Linked DNA regions of Mus musculus: region 1 is linked to region 2. A link is a contact called in public Hi-C data. All regions are on one chromosome and are shown on one strand. The core of a region is the stretch at or near the end of the contact, and the rest is flanking DNA. Distances in the headings are between cores, read along the strand shown.

Region 1 (5,550 bases), core at 716-3,215, 650 kb after region 2:
TCTGTTTGGGTTTGTTCATGAGGGTGCCAGTGGCTGAGGCAGCCAGAGGTATCAAAGAACCCTGGAGGTGGAGTCAGAAGGACAGAGCTAGGAATCATCTGTGCACTGCGAACTGAACTTGAGTCCTCCGAGAGAGCAACATGTGTTCTTAACCATTGTGCCATCTCTGCAGCATGAAAGAGTATATCCTTTCATTTTATTCTCCTTCATTTTTAAAGTATAATTACATAATTTCCCTGATTCCTACCTCTAATCTTCTCTATGTATTGATGCTGCCCCCTCTTATCTAATTATGGTCTCTATTTCTCTAATTGTTTACAAATATATCATTCATATATATATATATATATATATATATATATATATATATATATACACACATATGCATATATATATATACACACACATATCCCACTCAGTCCATATAACGTTATTTGTATGTTTATGATCTTGGAAATATATTCTTTTCTATCAAAAGCTCAGAAACAGCAGAGACCTTGCAAATTACTATCAGTTTCCTCCTATTATCTGATCACTTTTCAATTGAGTAAAGCTGGTCCCTCATTTGACGGATGAAGAAACTGCGGATGCACAAGGGACTGCAAGTTTGTCAGATCCTGGGAGCTGTGAAAAGTTGAATTTCATGGTTAAAGTTCTTAAACTTAAAACTCTTAGAAGATGACTACATTGAAAGACTACGTTCAGCATGTATCCAATGATCTGTTGCATAGTTAGATGGTCAGTCATCTTTGACTTTTCAATTCCTGCTGAATTTCTGAGCTTTCTCACCTCTTAGTCTCATTAGAAGAACGTAGCATTTGGTCATACGCAAATACTCTGCAACCCAGTGGGTCTACCTCTGAGGGTCTCTGGGTCACAAGGATGATTTAGCTGTCACAGGGAGGGCAGCATCGCCATCTCAGCTCTGTGTCCACCAATCTCGGTAAAGCCCAGAGGATCTTTCTCCATGTTTCTTCATGGTTTGATAAGGAAATGAGGCTTGGTGAACATTTAGTGAAAGTTGGGATTAAGGCTCATAGTCAGTATTTGAAGGCTCCAGGAACTGAACTGTGATCTACTGACTCAGAAATAAGGCCTTTCACATTATCTACCTGTAATTCGGAGGATGCAGAGAAAGAAAACAAAAGTGAATCCCCAGGTTAAGATGTAGCAAATGGCACCAAACATCCGTGGCTCAACTCTTGTCATGCATGCTAATTAATAAATAGCACCTCTGAATACAAGTTTCTTCCAGATTAACAGGAGAGGGTCCCTGATAAATACTGTTCACTGACAGCAACTCGTTTTTTATTTCAGAACCTTTTAAGGAAGTTTGCTTGTAAAGGCAAGTCATTTTCCTAGGCAATGTACCCAGGTCCTAAACGAACACTGACTTAACAGAACCCTGCCTGGCCCTCAGTCGGTTACCTTGTGCTGTTGAGAGTGGACGTTCTAAACAAAAAGCTTCAACAGAAATTAACAGCAACTACAATGATATAGCAACATCTCCCACGGCTAGTGGCGTTTCCTCTGGAAAGGGATGTGGAAAGGGAGGTTGAAATTTTTTCTTAATCTGAAAAGAATTCTGTCCCCCCACCTCTCTACCCCTGTCTGTCTCTCTCCCGTTTCTGAGTCCTCTTCTTCTGGGTTCGAGTGCATTCTGACCATTATGCTTAGGTGGAAAGTTGAAAGACAGCAAACCTGCTACAGCCACCCAGAGCTACTGACGGGTGGGCGAGCAAAGTTCTAGGGCTGAGCGTTCCTTTCTCAGCTCCTTGGCCAGGCAGGCGCTCGCGGCTACCTGCCCTGCTTGGCGCCGCACTGAAGATTCGCCGCGGCGGAACAGTTGAGTCTCCATCTGGCTACCAACCCACCCGAGCTTTCTTCTCCTCCATCACCACCTTCCTGCCTCCCCCTCCTCCCCCTCCTTTCCGTCTTCCCTCTCCACCCCCGCCCCCAATCTCCTCCTCTTTTTCTCACTACAAGCGGTTGCTGATGCTGAAGCCGAGCGTCACTTCGGCTCCCACGGCAGACATGGCGACATTGACAGTGGTCCAGCCGCTTACTCTGGACAGAGGTAAGGGAGCGGCTGGTCCGTCAGGCCACACAGTCCGCACCGCTTCGCCCTCCGCCCTGCCCAGTCCCACAGGGAAGGCAGGATGCGCTCGGGCAGGGGCAGCTGGGGGAGGAGGATCAGCCCAGGAGGGTTTCGCGCCCGGAGCAGGACACTTTCTTCCCCTCTCTCCTCTCCTGGTCCCCGCTGCCCCTTCTTGCTGCGCTCTCCGGGGCGTAGGTGCTTGCCAGGGCTCGAATGTTTCAGCTGACAGTCTCGGTCCCTCGCCGGGTCGCCTCCGGGCCCCGGCTTTGTTGGAGAGGATGCGCCGGGACCGCTGAGCGCTGGTGACTGGAGGTTGAAGAGGGGCAGAGAAAGCTCTCCCAGCCAGAGCTTGCTAAGGGACCAGTGGGGAAGCTAGCTGCCAACTGCCGGCGCGGGGACCCGAAGGGAGGAAGTTTGTCCCCGCGCTGGAGATGAGGGGTCTGTGCAGCTGTTGTGACTGGGAGATCGCCCCAGGGCGGCAGGGCGCTTGGCTGGGAAGCTGGGTGCAAAGCCGCGGGACTGCCTGGCTAGGGCGCTGCCCTCGGGCGAAAGGGCAGAGCAGAGCTCGGGCAACCTTCGCTGGCTCAGGGACACCGCATCCGGAGCCGAGCCGGCTTGGCTCCAGCTTCCCGCTCGGAGCTGCGGCTCTGGTCTTGGTACTCCCTCAGCCTGCAGTTCCAGGGAGGTAGCAACTCCTGTCTCCTGCTCCAGCAAACCTTGTTCTTCACCAGTCAAGTGTACCTCAGTGCCTGGGCTGCAGAAGGCGCGGAGACAAAGCGCAGGCTGGGTAACTGTTTAACTTCTAGCCTGTGACCTGTGCGTCCTACTCTTTGGCTGAAACGGAAAGAGCTTTTGCTCAAACCTTTCCAAACCTTTCCAAACCTTTCTCTAGGATCGGGCCCTGCTGAGTGCACCCGAGTAGTACCTGGCGGTGGATGGGAGTTTCCTTTCTGCCTCACCAGGTCCAGTTAGTTATTAGGGCTCCAGAGTCCCCAGCTCTGCAGAGAGAGGGCACCTCTAGCTCTGGGTCCGCAGCGGCGGGGCTTAGGACCCGGTGCAGTCATTTGAAAATGCTGTGCTCAGAAGAAAATGATTTAGTCCTTGTCCCTCTAAAATTTCTCTTTCTGGAGGATTAAACTAGCGGCCCAGCAAAGCAAAAAGAGCATCGTACAGCGAGCACAGTGGCAAAGCTGGTAAACTGTATTTGAGGTTCTTAATGTGGAGAGATCTCTGGTGACTTTAACTCAATCTGTTGGTGCCAGAACGGATATTATGCGGTGCCCATAGCAACCTTACTTAGGGTAAGAGTTGAAAAATAATTGATTTTTATGTTGGGAAATGTTCGTTTACAGATTAATAAGAGTAAAGAGCTCAGAAGTCCGTCGTATAATCTATGATTTTAGTCCCAATATCATCTGTACTAAGCAGGATAAATCCATTGCTGGTAAGAGCCAAACAGATGGCAGGCTATTAAAAACGATGGGTTTCCCAAGTTATTTCTGTTTTAATGTGATGAGCTCTTCTATTGTCCCATTACTGAATTACAGTCATTAAACACCCCAAGTTTAACTATATTAAACAACCCAAGTTCTAACTATGTTAGATGCAAACACTCCAAGAAGACAACATACTCAAGCAAATTTACATCCCACCACTACTATTAGCAATGCAACTAGTCCACTTTGGGGAAGTTTATCTTAGCCCTTGGACACCCCAGTCAGCTATCTAGAGAAGACCAAGATTTAAAGTGTGTTCTTGTTTATATTCAGAGGGTACCTGTCCTTCTGTGATTAGATCTGTAGAGTAAGTAACAAAGGAAGCCCAGTCAGGTTATCTATGGGAACATCTGAATTATTGAACCACTGGCTTTAAGTGCTCTGTGTGTAAGAAGTCCGTGAAGTTATCTTCCCTCTAATTCACTATGATAGTACACCAAGTTAAGTAATTTTATTAGGTTGATGGAATATGTGATTCTAAGCTTTGTCCTGGTTTGGTTGGGCATTAGGACATGAAGGTCTGATAATTGTGAAGATGTGCAGTGTTAGCAGCCTGTAATTCGGTTAACCCAACTTAGGGCTCAGCGTTTGGCCACCTACTGGCGATTTTGGGTCACTCCAAGTTTCCAGAGTGCCATTTGATACGTTGGTGGCCCATGTTATACACTCTAAATTTGCTCACTCAAAAGCTTTTGGCTCCATCAAAGCCTTTATAATTTACAATCCTTCTTTCCTTTAGTCTCCCCCAATGTGTAAAGCTCCTTGAGGGACGAAGCCATTTCTTAACCCATCTTTGAATTTCTCATCATCCCTGACTTGTGATGGAGTATAAAGTCAATGTAGACTAGTGATAGTGAACTGAAGCTGGAGTAAATGGAGAACTGTTTGTTATACAGATTTCATACGGAACTGGGGTACAGTTATGAGGTTATGGCCCTGCAGAGCTAGCAAGGATGCTAGAAAGGAGCACGTAAGGCGGTGGCTATGAACCGTTCCCAGATTCACTTGGTGGATCTCTACCAGCCACACCTGTTTAGCAAGACTGGGTTTCTTTATGTAGTCCTTGCTGTCCTGGGACTTGCTTTGTAGACCAGGCTGGCCTTGAACTCAGAGATCTGCCTGCCTTTGCCTCCTGAGTGCTGGGATTAAAGGGAATGTGGCATCTCGGGCCTAAGGAGGATTGTAACTAGTGGGCAACAGGAAAGAAGGAAATGGGATTTGTGTCAGGAACTACCAAGTGCATCTTCTGCAATCAGAGGAGGTATGGTTAGGACTCCTGGTTCTTTTCTAGGATTTTCATTTACAGAAAAGAAACATTAATATTCTTAAGGCTATGCTACCTCTAAGTAGGCGATTTGGTTCTCAATTGGTGTCCTTTGGAATCAAGGATGTAGAGTCCATTTGGACAGTATCACAGCTGGGGGGGGGTGTCAATATGAACATCATAGTATCCATAGGAGTAGAAAAAAAAATCCATATATATGCCATAGAGTGTGTCAAATGGAACTCCAGAAGCTTGCAGTGACCTAAAGTCTCCAGTAGGTGGCCGAACGATGAGACCCAAGTCAGAACACCTGAATTTCAGACTGTTAAAGCTGCACAGCTTCACAATTATCAGACCCAAATTCCTTTTTTTAAAAAAAAATATTTTTATTAGGTATTTTCCTCATTTACATTTCCAATGCTATCCCAAAAGTCCCCCATACCCTCCCCCCCACTCCCCTACCTACCCACTCCCACTTTTTGGTCCTGGCGTTCCCCTCTACTGGGGCATATAAAGTTTGCATGACCAATGGGCCTCTCTTTCCAGTGATGGCCGACTAGGTCATCTTTTGATACATATGCAGCTAGAGACAAGAGCTCCTGGGTACTGGTTAGTTCATATTGTTGTTCCACCTATAGGGTTGCAGTTCCCTTTAGCTCCTTGGGTACTTTCTCTAGCTCCTCCATTGGGGG
Region 2 (6,092 bases), core at 661-3,160:
GAGGAAGTGTGTCACTGTGGGTGGGGTTTAGAGGCCTCCTCCTATGTGCAAGCTCCACTAGATGCTGAAGAGAGACCCTCCTGGATGCCTGCAGGAGACAATTTCTCCTAGCTGAAGTTGGATTAAAATGTAAAGCTCTAAGCTCAGTCTCCAGTATGTCTGCCTTGATGCTACCATGCTTCCTGTCATGATGATAATGGACTAAATGTCTAAAGCTGTAAGCCAGCCCCAATTAAATGTTGTCCTTTATAAGAGTTGCCTTGGACATGGTGTCCCTTCACAGCAATGGAAACCTTAAAACAGTGGGTGATTTAGATGTCATTTTAAAATGCATATATCCAACATGATGTAATTAGGAATGCATGCCTCATCTCGGTTTTCAGAGCATCCAGGTGAGTTAGAACTTATTTTAAACCACTCTTAAGGGAAGAAAACTTGGGTTCAGGGATGCTAAGTCAATGTTTTATTCATTCAGAAAATAAAAAGAAAGGAATATAGTCTCGAGACTGTTTGGCATAATTGCCAGTGCTCTTAGGAGTTGGTTCAATCAGAAGTTGGTTCACTCCTTAATAGCGGTACAATCAGAATTGAAGGAAACATCCAATTCTTTGCACCTAATCAGTTCAATTAAATTAATATTTATTCATGTGAATAGGACATATAATGTAGATAACGCTTTTCAGGGCACGATAATTACATTCCTGATTGTGTACTCTGGAGATATTAGAGGGGATCATTTGCAATAAGACTTTCTACATTAGTTATGAAATGTTAATATTTGTTTCCTCCATTTATTTACGTGTTGTGAATGTCAAGTACAAGGAAGATAATTTGAATATATTATGTAGCCATATAATTTTTGATATCATAGCAGATTCTTAATTTTGTGTCTCATAACCTCTTATTAAGAAAGCTGAACAACGAAGACTTGATTGCTGTCTTTCAGTTGCCTATATTTACAGGCAGAGGTTACGATCTGATACATTTTTAAATAATTTTGCATTAGCAGGTACATTGAAGATGTGCTAGAGGTTATTCCTTCCTAAGCCGCACTTCACGTATTTCTCCTTTAGTTACTGGCATAGAATATACTTATCAAGTTTCATTAACGACATGAAAATGATAACATGACCGGAACAATAGTGATGATCAGACTAAGAGACAAAATTTGACTGGGAAAAAATAAATATAGATCTTTATAAAGCAAATAACAAGGTTTCCAGATAAGTATACCAGGTCCATGCTTCTCAGTGTTCCTATTATTACAAAGACAATAATACTTTTTTTATAATACAGTGATATGGACCTAAAATAATGCTGAAGCCTGTTTCTGAGTATTTTAAGTTCTGAGAAAGAAAAAAACGTTTTCTCTCAGTCTTATATAGCTGATATCCTTGCTTCCAAGTTCCTGAGAATGTATACAAACTTCTACCACCACAACTGCTAATGGTGGCTGTTGAGCTCCAAGCCCATCTTTATCATCTATTTCCCAAGGGAGTCTTAGCTCCTCCCGAAAGCTAGTCTCTTGTGTCGCAGATTCCCCCCTCCTCTGCTCAGTGATCATACTCTACACCTTCGGTTCTTTGCATGCTCTAGCATCATTTTCCCCCTTAGAGGTTTCCCCTTCCATGTGAATGTGTTGTTCCTTCCTCTCTTTTCATTGTTAGCAAATCCTTCACTTACCGGTTTCTTTTTGAGAACTCGTGCTGCAGAGTGATTTTATGTGCCCAGGAAAATAGTGCAGGAAATAAAGCCCTTGTTCTGGAAATGTGCAGAACTGTGTTTGGATCCCTAGAACCCACGTTTATTCTGAGCAGGCAAAGTAGCGTCCTGCATCCCAGTGCTCGAGGAGCGTACAGGGATCCCCCAGAGCAAGCTGAATTGCTAATGGAGCCAAACTGACAAGTTCTGTGCTTAGTGCTTTACGCTGCCTCACTACATACTGCGTAGTGATTGAAACGGACGTGTGCTACCAAACCTTTCTTCTCAGCACGCACACACATGGTCACATGCAACTGCACACAAACACATGTGCTCACATTATTCAGGCCCATCACGTGCTCATAATTACCAAAATTAGTGGCTTATAAATACTGCTTCTAGTTCTCCCAATTCACATTTATATTTGAACCAATAAGGTTCAGCTTTTCTGTGTTGTTCCACCAAAATAACTTCTGTATTTTAATAGCCTATTGCTAATTTTCAGTCCTCCTCATATTTGTTCTCACAGGACTCTTTGAAATTCATTTGACTGCCACCGTCTACTTGATTGACAGGACTTTAAGTACACATCCATCTTATTCTTCTTTTTGTTTTGTTTTTGTTTGTTTGTTTGTTTGTTGAGCCAGGGTTAATCTGTGTAGCCCTGGCTGTCCTGGAACTCACTCTGTAGACCAGGCTGGCCTCGAACTTAGAAATCTGCCTGCCTCTGCCACCCAAGTGCTGGGATTAAAGGCGTGCGTCACTTTCTTGTGCTCCCTGTGTCATCAATTGCTTCTTTACTTTTCATTGCTCAATGTTCAGAGTGTCTTTTCTATGAACACTCATGTCTTTACTGACCTCATCCAGTCTTTTGTTTTCAATTTATATTCAGTTGTGGCTCCAGATTTGTATATTCATCCTCCACTGTGACATTTTTATTTACTGAGTAATAGTACTCTCAAATACAGCCTGCAGAAATCAAAACACTTGGATTTTACCCAATCTCTAAAGCAATCTTTGTCTCATATGATGGCTGTTTTATCCTTCCACAGATTAGCCTGAAATTGTGAATCTCTATTAAGGACAGAAGTCTCTGATTCCTTTCCCCTTTCCATACAATCCACATCTAGTGAGCTAGGAAATTTTGCTTAATTTCATAAAATAAAAATGCATAGTAAATCAGATACAATGACATTTAATAATTATTTTATATGAAGTATGCATTAATTAATAAATTTAGAAACCTATTTTTGTTTCTTATACATCAAGTAAAAATCTTGTCAGATAAATTACTGCCAAATCTTACTTTAATAAGGTACTTGATAATCAAATAGAGTGGATTTTAAATGAAGACTTTACACCATTTTGGCTATGTGATTTTAAATATATTTGATGATTATAATAAAATAACTTTTTATATACACTAGAAAGGAAGAGATGCTTCTTCATGAGGATTTTTTGAGGTCCACACAATGGCATACAAAGTCCTTTGATGAATGTAGGTGTTGACCTATTGCCATTATTCTTAGCTGAGTTAAAAACATGACAGTGATTGGCTTTATCTTCTAAACAAAATTCTTGGGGAAAGTAAAATTAAACAGGAAATGATGTTCTTTCTACCATGGCAACGGTGGCTGTAGATATCATGAAGAATAAGAAAGAAAATGCATGAATAGGGAATTAGTGTAGTCTACAGTTGTTCCAACATTATCCTTGCTTCTATAATATTCTGATCTTTATTCAGCATGAGATGCAGAATAGAATGTTAATTCACTGTGACTGTTGTCTTTATGAACAAAGCTTTATTATTTCATGCTAACACAAAATGACCCAAGTCCTTTCCGCAGGACTGGTAACTATTTTGGCTCTTTCCTTCCTTCCATCGTTTGCATCATTTTCTTATGAAATGGCTTAAAGGAAGTGTTTTTGCATAAAGAAGACAAGAAACTACTTCTTTATTGGATATTTTCTTTATTTGCATTTCAAATGTTATCCCCTTTCCCAGTCCTCCCTGGAAACTCCCTCTCCCACCCCTTCCCTCTGCTTCAATGAGAGTGTTTTCCCACCCACCCACTCATTCTTGCCTCCCCACCCTGGCATTCCCCTACACTGAGGCATCTATTGAGCCTTCATAGGACCAAGGGCCTCTCCTCCCATCACACTTCTCTTATTCAGTGACACTTTCCCCCAATGCTTTGTGGTTGCAGAGAAATGAACTAATCTGTATATATAGGTAAGGAAGTTGATACATATAGATTAGCAAATGCTTGCCTTCCTGTATATATAACACAGCCTATTAAATATCTTAAAGACACTTAGAACTACTACATTTTTAAATTAAAATACAGACTGATATTCAGACTATAGCTAATCTTTTCTTCATTAATTCACCAAAAGCTTGCCTATTCTGTGTGAAGTTGTATCCATACCATATGTGATATGAACATAAAGATACATACTGCTGGATCTGGAAATGGATAAATACCCCAGAGAAAGTGTGAGAAAGGAGAATGAATAGCTAGCTAGCAATAACTTAGGGAGCTATCATAGTCCACATGTACTCAATCAAAATCAGTGTCCATCTGGGCTCCACCACGCACTCCATCTGGCATGATGTACAATAGAGAATAAATACTGGCAAAATTATTTGTTATCATATAGTGCTATGGTGCATATTGTAGCGATATGACATTTTTTTCCTTCCCTTTCCTTCCTCCCCTCCCTCTAGTTCTCTGGTTTTCATCCTTCATTCTTCTCTCATCATGTCCTCTTTTCACCTCTGAGTTTACCACAAACTAACAGAAAATGAGCAGCCAGTTTAATATGTTGTTTAAGTTTCAAAAATTCTCATCACCATAGCAAACTTCTGAGCTTCTTATCCATGTGCATAAATGAATGCGTTAAAGGCAAATGACTACATGAAATGGAATATGTCTTACAACTACTTTTAAAAATGTTTATTTAATTTAATTTATGTACATTTTTATATATGCCCACATGTGGTAGCCCATCCAGAGGCAGAAGAGGGTGTTGGGTTTCTTAGGACGAGAGCTGTGGGCATTAGTAAGCCTACCAGTGTTGGTTCTTGGATCTGAACTCTGAGTCCTCACTGAGCAGCACACACTTTGATTGCTGATCCATCTCTTCACAACTGCTTACAATAGTGGTTCTTAACCTTCCTAATACTACAACCCTTTAATATCTGCCTTATGTTGGTGTGACACCCAACTATAAAATTACTTTTACTGCTACAACATAACTATATTTTTCTACTGTTATGAATTGTATTGTAAATATCTGGTGTTTTCCAATGTTCTTAACAAACCCCTGTGAAAGGGTCTCTCAGCCCTCAGAGGAGTTGCAACATACAGATTGAAAACCACCAATTGAGAAGAAAATTATTTTGAAGTACTGTACAACATCTTTGAGCCGAATCTTCATATTGACAGACTACATAATGACAAGTTCTAAAGTGTTTTAGGACTCTCCTAAGTGCGAGTCTATAATAAGCATGTTAGAATGCCGTGGGATATCCTCCAAGGCAGAATGACATGGGAGATGATTGGGGGAGTCAATTAAAAGCAGTGTTGGAATTCAAAGCTCAGCTTATCAAGTTTTAAGAAACTATTATTTAGATGTATTTCAAATATTTCTTTTACCCTCGACTTCCATGAAACTTCAAGTGTCTGGGACAACTATATTTAAACTTTATAAAGTTCATATTCTTCATTTACTTCTCTCTGTATATATTCAGAATATGTTTTGCAATTGTCTGTGTATTGCAGTTGTAGTGGATTCTTTCATGCTGCTTGGAAAACAATGCTATATATTTTCTACACATAACGTTGTGCTGTGATATAGATTATTTTGCGTATCAGTGTTATACATTTATTTTATGTATGCATGGTACATACACATGGGTGTGCAGGTAAATTCACCTGCAAAATGTCAGGTGTCTTCCTCTGTCGTGCTCTACCTGTTGCTTTGAGACAAAAATCTCTTGCTAAACCATTGGCTCAGTTTTTCTATGAGGCCGACTCGCCCGTGAGCTCTTGCAACTCTCCCACTTCTTCCCCACAATGCATGTGATCCAGGCATATGAAGAAATATCTGGCTTTTTAAAAAAATCTTGGTGTGCTTGTGTTTTAAATTCAGTTCTCTAATGTTTGCAGAACAAGGGTGCTTCCTCATTGTAATAACTCCACAGGCTTTGTTATATATGTTCTTTTATTTACAAGTAAATGTCTTAATGATCTTACGATAGATTGAAAATAATCAAAGAATTAAGTTTTTTAGTATTCTAAAATAACCTTGAAAAGGTGTTTCTCAAGCTAAGGAATGATGTCAAAACATATTCACCACAACTGTGAAAATATAACTCTAAAATTCAA

The links. Hi-C and Micro-C count contacts between places; a contact is called where the count stands out from the background.
Region 1: a contact with region 2 is called in a Hi-C map of cerebral cortex, with 3 times the contacts expected there. The contact joins the promoter of Lin7a here to the enhancer-like site in region 2. A contact is called at or near these places in 5 of 39 promoter capture datasets (embryonic stem cells, frontonasal cranial neural crest, hippocampal neurons and 2 more), 5 of 484 Hi-C or Micro-C datasets (cerebellum, cerebral cortex, cortical neurons and 1 more) and 5 of 115 datasets of contacts at active chromatin or transcription factors (SST interneurons, embryonic forebrain, embryonic hindbrain and 2 more).

Annotation. Positions count from the first base shown.
Region 1 is chr10:107,269,866-107,275,415 of GRCm38.p6, forward strand. It overlaps Lin7a (lin-7 homolog A (C. elegans)), which reads left to right and starts at 1,966. Exons shown (of 6, transcript NM_001039354.1): 1 at 1,966-2,077. The coding sequence starts at 1,996.
Region 2 is chr10:106,621,626-106,627,717 of GRCm38.p6, forward strand. All of the region lies in intron 3 of Ppfia2 (protein tyrosine phosphatase, receptor type, f polypeptide (PTPRF), interacting protein (liprin), alpha 2), which reads left to right. Among named protein-coding and RNA genes, the nearest start is that of 4930532I03Rik, 22 kb to the left of the region's middle. Within about 2 kb of position 1,911, at least 6 of the 459 cell types and tissues checked have an H3K27ac peak or open chromatin away from gene starts, as enhancers often do. A contact at or near this core is called in SST interneurons and cerebral cortex, where this site is marked.